Regions from separate parts of the Ovis aries genome. Here region 1 is linked to region 2. A link is a contact called in public Hi-C data. All regions are on one chromosome and are shown on one strand. The core of a region is the stretch at or near the end of the contact, and the rest is flanking DNA. Distances in the headings are between cores, read along the strand shown.

The links. A called contact is a pair of places that touch in the nucleus more often than the background predicts.
Region 1: a contact with region 2 is called in a Hi-C map of skin fibroblasts, with 2.1 times the contacts expected there. The contact joins the promoter of RNGTT here to the promoter of LOC101114365 in region 2. A contact is called at or near these places in 7 of 16 Hi-C or Micro-C datasets (blood, liver, muscle and 4 more).

Annotation. Positions count from the first base shown.
Region 1 is chr8:48,473,212-48,476,439 of ARS-UI_Ramb_v3.0, reverse strand. It overlaps RNGTT (RNA guanylyltransferase and 5'-phosphatase), which reads right to left and starts at 1,659. Exons shown (of 16, transcript XM_027972440.3): 1 at 1,419-1,659. The coding sequence starts at 1,482.
Region 2 is chr8:48,264,932-48,268,251 of ARS-UI_Ramb_v3.0, reverse strand. It overlaps LOC101114365 (gamma-aminobutyric acid type A receptor subunit rho1), which reads right to left and starts at 1,707. Exons shown (of 10, transcript XM_027972716.3): 1 at 1,627-1,707. The coding sequence starts at 1,707.

The sequences.
Region 1 (3,228 bases), core at 410-2,909, 210 kb before region 2:
GAGTTTGCATACCACAGCTAAAGATTCCACATGCCCCATCTTATGATCTCCAGTGTCACACAAAGATCGTAGATCCCAAGTGCTACAACTAAGACCCTGCACAGCCAAATAAATAAAAATAAATATTTTTAAAATCAGCAAAAGATTTGGACATTTTGCAAAAGAAGATATGTGAACTGCCAAGAAGCACATGAAAAGATGCTCAACATCAAACCACAATAAGACAGTACTAAGCCCCTATTGGGGCTACCCTAAGAGCTCAGTTGGTAAAGAATGGGTAATATTAAAAAGACTGACCAAATTAAGTGTTAGGATATGGAGCAAAGAAGAATCCTCATACAGATAGGCAGGAATGCAAAATGTTAGGACTTTGAAAAGAGTTTGGCAGTTTTTTGAAAGGTTAAATGTACACCTACTGTATGATCCATCCCTCTCCTAAAGATTTACACAGGGGAAAAGAAAACATATGCCCATACAAAGAACTGCACAGGAATGTTCATAGTAAGTTAGTATGCAACAGCCAGAAACTGAAAACCCAAAGGACCATCAATGAATGAATGAATAAACAAATCTAATTTAAACTGGTGTAGCTGTAACAATAGACTACTACTTGGCAGTAATAAGGGATGAGTTAATGACACACACAAGCACACATATAAATCTCAAAATAATAATGCTGAGTGAAAGATGCCAGAGATAGTCCCCGAAAGAGAGTATGTTTCCATTTATTTTAAAAATTATACAAAACGCAAACTAAATCTATAGTGACAGAGAGCAGATCACCGGTTGCCTGCAGAGAGAGGGATTATCAAGGGCTGGAGGAAACCTGAAGAGGTGATGATTATGTTCACTATCCTGTGTTTCATTCTTGTGTTTCATAGGGGGTATGCGGGAGTCAAAATTTATCCAACTGTACACTTTAAATTTAAAGTCTGTTGGGTCAAACTCAAAGATGAAAAAGTCCTCAAAAGTCATTCTTAAAAAAACAAAGACAAGATTTTTTAAAACTAAGCAAAACAAAAACCTCCAGTCTCGGTGTGGATCAATTTCACCACTGGGAACTGCCCTTCCTCCTCTTAAGCCCTCCTTCATCTCAAGACCCACACCCTTCCGAGAACCCTGAAAGGTTTACAAAACTCTTGACTAAGCTTCAAAGTACTGCCCCTCGAGTTCTTGTGTCCTCAGTTCCTGCCACACAGAAACCGCCTATCTACCTTCCTGTTCGCAACATTTAGCCTTACTGAAGAATGACAAGTGCCCCTATTCCCTCCAGTCCAGGTTCCCAAATATTCATCCACGAAGCTTCATCGGACCAAGCGCATCTCGGTCCTGAAACACCACTACCGAAAGCTGCACCTCCTCAGCCCACCCCCGGACCCGCCCGTGCGCGGGGACTCGAACACCCCAGTCCCGGTTACCTGCCACCGGCTGGCCGCGCCGCGGACAGTTTAGCCACCGCGGCGGGATCTTGTTGTGAGCCATGTCTTGGGGCCGCGCACAGTCGCCCCTCCACCAACGCTCGGCCTAGCGGCCGCCTCCTCGCGGTCCGCTCTGAACCGGAGGTCTGAGGTACCCGAATCCCGGACGGCGTCCGAACCCTAGCCGCTCGGACGCGGTAATGTCAGCGGCGGCGCGCCACTTCCATTCAGGCTCAACTCTAGACGAGCCCACAATGCACCGCCACTTCCGCCCCCAAAGGCCCCACCCACTTCTTTCCGAGGTCAGAGGTGAAAAAGAGAAGCTGGCGGAGGGATGGGAAGGAGTTAAGGCCAAGGCGAATGGAAGGGGCGGGTCTTCCCTCGCCCCGCCCCGCCCAGATCTCGGAGGGCTCTGTGGGCGGCTTTGCACAGGCTCGGCTGCTATAGTGGGAGAAGGCACCCTGCTCCGATACTCTTGCCTGGAAAATCTCATGGACGGAGGAGCCTGGTAGGCTGCAGTCCATGGGGTCGCTAAGAGTCAGACACGACCGAGCGACTTCACTTTCACTTTTCCCTTTCATGCATTGGAGAAGGAAATGGCAACCCACTCCAGTGTTCTTGCCTGGAGAATCCCAGGGACGGAGGAGCCTGGTGGGCTGCCGTCTATGGGGTCGCACAGAGTCGGACACGACTGAAGTGACTTAGCAGCAGCAGCAGCTGCTGCCATAGTACGAGATACCGCAGAACTACCGTTCTTTACATTTCTGTCTCGACAGCCGATGGAAACCCTGGAGAATGAAACCAAGCCTCTTTCCAGGCGTAGAGTGGTCCGCAGATTTCGTTAAGGCATCTATCTGTTTTACTGACGAAAGGGGCTTTCCCGCTGCCTTCATACCCCAAGAGTCTGATCGCCCATTTTTCGGCCAAGTTTGGCGTTTCGGCAGGATCTGGATTTGATTGGGAATTTGAAAAGTTCTTCCTGACTTGGATTAGCGGAACAAGCTTTAGAGAAAATCTAAGGGCGAGAGATTGGAGCACCAGAAATGAGGGATTTCTCTTTGGGGATGTGTTTCTAGGGATCCATGAAGCATCTGAAATTAACCCCAAACCGTGCTTTATGAGTTTTGTTTCTACATTTCTGGAGCAGTTTTATAGTGTATTTGGGAGTCTGAAAGTTACCAACTAATGTGTGTAATTAGCAAAGGCAGGAATTGCTCAGTGGAGTACCGCTACGCGGCAGTGTTCTCAATTTGGCTTACCAAATTGGAAGCATCTTCCAATTCCAGGCGATTGGGAGCTCATTTTATAAACTGTCCTGTAATAAGACTTTCTATGGCTACCAGACTAATTTAGTTAAAGTATTAAATATAAAGCTGGATGCCGGCAAGTTAATTATAGTGTTAACAGGTTGGTTTTAAATATCAGTGCTGTATTTGAACTGCAAGAGAATGCGGTTTGGGACAGGGCAGGGAATGCGTGTTAAAGCACTGGTCCTCAACCTTTTTGACCAATTTCATGAGAGACAGTTTTTCCACGAACCAGGCTGGGGAGAGGGGGTTGGTTTCAGGATGATTCAAGCACATTTCATTCATTGTGCACTTTTATTTCTATTATTATGACACCGACTCCACCTTAGATCATCAGGCATTAGATCCTGGAGGTTGGGGATCTGATGTTAAAGTGCTGGTGAGAAACTTGTGGGACTGCTCAGCTCCCAAATGCCTGGGCCCTCTCAATATGATCAGAATTCTCCCCATAGAAAGGGGCTGTCTATGTTTGAGAGAGCCTGAATTAGTTGGCACCCTTGGTC
Region 2 (3,320 bases), core at 458-2,957:
CAGCAAATAGGAATGAACTACAGATACATGTAATGACATGAATTCATCTCAGGAATGCTACATTGAGTGAGAAAAGCCAGACATAGAAGGGAACCTACCTTATAACTCCACTTATACGAAGCTTTAGAAATGACAGAACAAATTTAATGTGATAGAACTAAGAATATTGGATGTCAGGTCAGGGGGAGGTGAACACAAGGAATCATTAGAAATGCAGCACGTAGGGGCTTCATGAAGTGTCAGAAATGTTCCGTCTCTTAATAGGAAAACAGGTTAAGCAGAAATACTTTAAAACTCATTGAACTGGATACTTAAAGTCTGTGCATTTTACTGCAAGTAAATCATATCTCAATAAAAGCTGTCAGCTGTAGGTGGTTATACAGTTATGATTAAAAGGGAAGTGACTTCCCTGGAGGTCCAGTGGTTAAGACTTCACCTTCCACTGAAGAATCTAAGCTACTCCATTTTGTAAGGTTCTAGGAAAAGAGCCTTTGGAAATCCCCTGACCTCACCCCACCACCTATGAACCAATCAGAACCCTTGGCCAGCCTGGGAAATTCTAATCAAGCCCGGGAAATGGGAACCAATCAGCACCCGTGGCCAGCCTGGGAAACGAGAACCAATCAGAACTCACCACCTAACCCTTCACCAGAAGGTGACCAATCAGACCCAGAGACTCCCGTTTTTCGAATTTTTCGCGCGAGAATACCCTATATAAGCAATGTAACCCAGAGCTTAGGGCTCTTCCCTACAGCCGCTGTGTCAGTATCAGTGGGAGCCCCAGCTCGAGCTTGGTAATAAAAACTCTCTTGCTTTTGCATCGGATATCAGCTCCCTGGTGGTCATTGGGAGATTTCGCAACTTGGGCATAACACCACTGCAAGAGGCACAGGTTTGATCCCTGGTTGGGGAGCTAAGATCCCACATGCCTCCTGGCCAAAAAAAACAAAACAGAAAACAAAAGCAATATTGTAATAAATTCAATAAAAGACTTAAAATGGTCAACATCATAAAAATCTTTACAGTAAAAAAAAGCAACTTTCCCAGAAATACAGATATGACCAGGCATATAATTGGGAAGGGCTAATTTTGAATTTATGCTGGATCTGCTTCTGTACCTTTAACCTCATTTTGCTGCTTTTGTTATTGTGGTGGTGGTTCAGTTGCTCAGTCGTGTCCGACTCTTTTTGACTCCACGGACTGTAGCCCACCAGGCTCCTCTGTCCATGGAATTTTCCAGGCAAGAGTACTGGAGTGGGTTGCCATTTCCTTCTCCAGGGGAACTTCCCGACCCAGGGAGCGAACCCTGGTCTCCTATACTGCAGGAAGTCTCCTGCACTGCTGGCAGATTCTTTACTGACTAAGCCAGGAAGGAAGCCCCTTTGTTATTGCAGGTAAACATAATGGCCTGCCTCGGGGAGATGGCCTGAGCTGCCCACTTTCAAAGGACGGCAAGGAAGTGAAACTAACACATTCCCCTGCCTGAGGTTTGCCATTCTAGGGTACCTTTGCAAGGACTAAATAGTCCTTTCACTGTGATTCCTTACCTCCCCCCTCCCACCATCTCTGATCCATAAAAGAACCTGGCAACCAGGCCCCAATAAGATGGTGCTTTTGAGGCGCTACCCTGCCATCTTCTTGGTCAGCTGAGTCCTGAATAAAGTCCCTTCCTCGTCCCAACACTTTGTCTTGGATTCTCTGGCCCATCTTGAGGCAAGCAGCGCGAGCCTGGACTCAGTAACAAGCACGCCAACTATTTAGATGCCCATGTTCATGCAGACAAGATGATTGGGTGGCATCACTGACTCGATGGACATGAGTCTGAGCAAACTCTGGGAGACGGTGAAGGACAGGGAAGCCTGGAGTGCTGCAGTCCATGGGGTGCAAAGAGTCAGACACAACTGAGGAGCTGAACAACAACAATTCATACAGACTATTGACTAACATTCAATAGACAAGAGCAGCATAATGTGGTAGAAAATAAAAGATTCCTTTGTTCTTGGACACTACAACAGTAAGGTGAGCAGTATCTTGAATCAAGCAGTCCAGATTACTGACTCATTTAGGGACCCATTGTTAATTTACAATGTTGTTTTTAAATGTAGTCTTTTTTCTTTAGTTAAGAAAGATGCTCCAGAACAGTAAACTCCACCTATCTGATGACACTGTGATATTGTTCTTGTGTGTTATATATATATATATATATGTTCTAATATTAGCCTATGACTAGATTTTTTAAAAATATTCAAACTCAGAAGAACCTCTCCTCTCCCCTGTGGTCACATTTACATCCCCTCAGCCAGCAAGATATCTCAAAACAAGGCACTATTGTTGTGAGAATGGGGGTGACTGGTGCAAATCCTTCATGCGCCTGGGAAAACAACTAAGGTGATGAATCACTAAGGAGACCATGTCCTGCCCTCTTGGGTGTAGTAATTAAACTTCCTCTAGAGGGTGGGGATTACAGGCCAGCTTGCCCTCTGGAGAGAACAGCTCAGGGAGCAATCAGCAAACAAGTGGGGCAGCTGGTGGGAGCGGAATCTTTGGGACTCCACAGTCTACCGCAAGGAGAATTGTCCTAGGTTTCCTGACCCCACTGCTTTCTCTCCCAATTGGCAGAGTTGGTGGGAAACGGAGAGCTCCTCCCTCTCCCAAAATAAACAACGATGGGGACTCACTCCTATTTCCAGGCTCAGAAACATTCCAAGTCTCCCTGAGCTTAGTTGTAACTGAAGCTCTAGACATTACCACAGTACATTAGAAAGACCCGTTTCTCTCTGACTGTCTGCTTCACACTTGAGATATAACAGAAAGGTGAGGAAGGTGTATGCGTGAGAGGCAGGGAGAGCGGATGCATCAGCCATACATGTGCTTAGAGAGGAGCTTCCCTATAGTTCTTCACTGATGCTTCAGAAGATCCCATGGAGGAGGGCATGGCAACCCATTCCAGTGTTCTTGCCTGAAGAATCCTATGGACAGAAGAGCCTGGCAGGCTACAGTCCATAGCGTCACACAGTCAGACACAGCCGAAGCAACTTGGCACAGCACAGCACATGGAAACAGGGGAGTGCCCTATTCAGTGGTATGGCAGGAACTGCTCTATCCTATACTCTGTGTTTTCCCTTTCTTTCAGCATTTCCTCTTTGGGGGTTAGGTATATGCCTATTCAGAATAAATACATTTCCCAGCATTCTTTGCAGGTAGATGTGGCCAAGGGACCAAGTTCTGTCCAGTGGGAAGTGTGTGACAGCCTCCTGGAACTTTCCTTGAAAGATTACAGGCATGTTCCCTTTCCCCTTCATCCCCTTAAGCATCCTGCT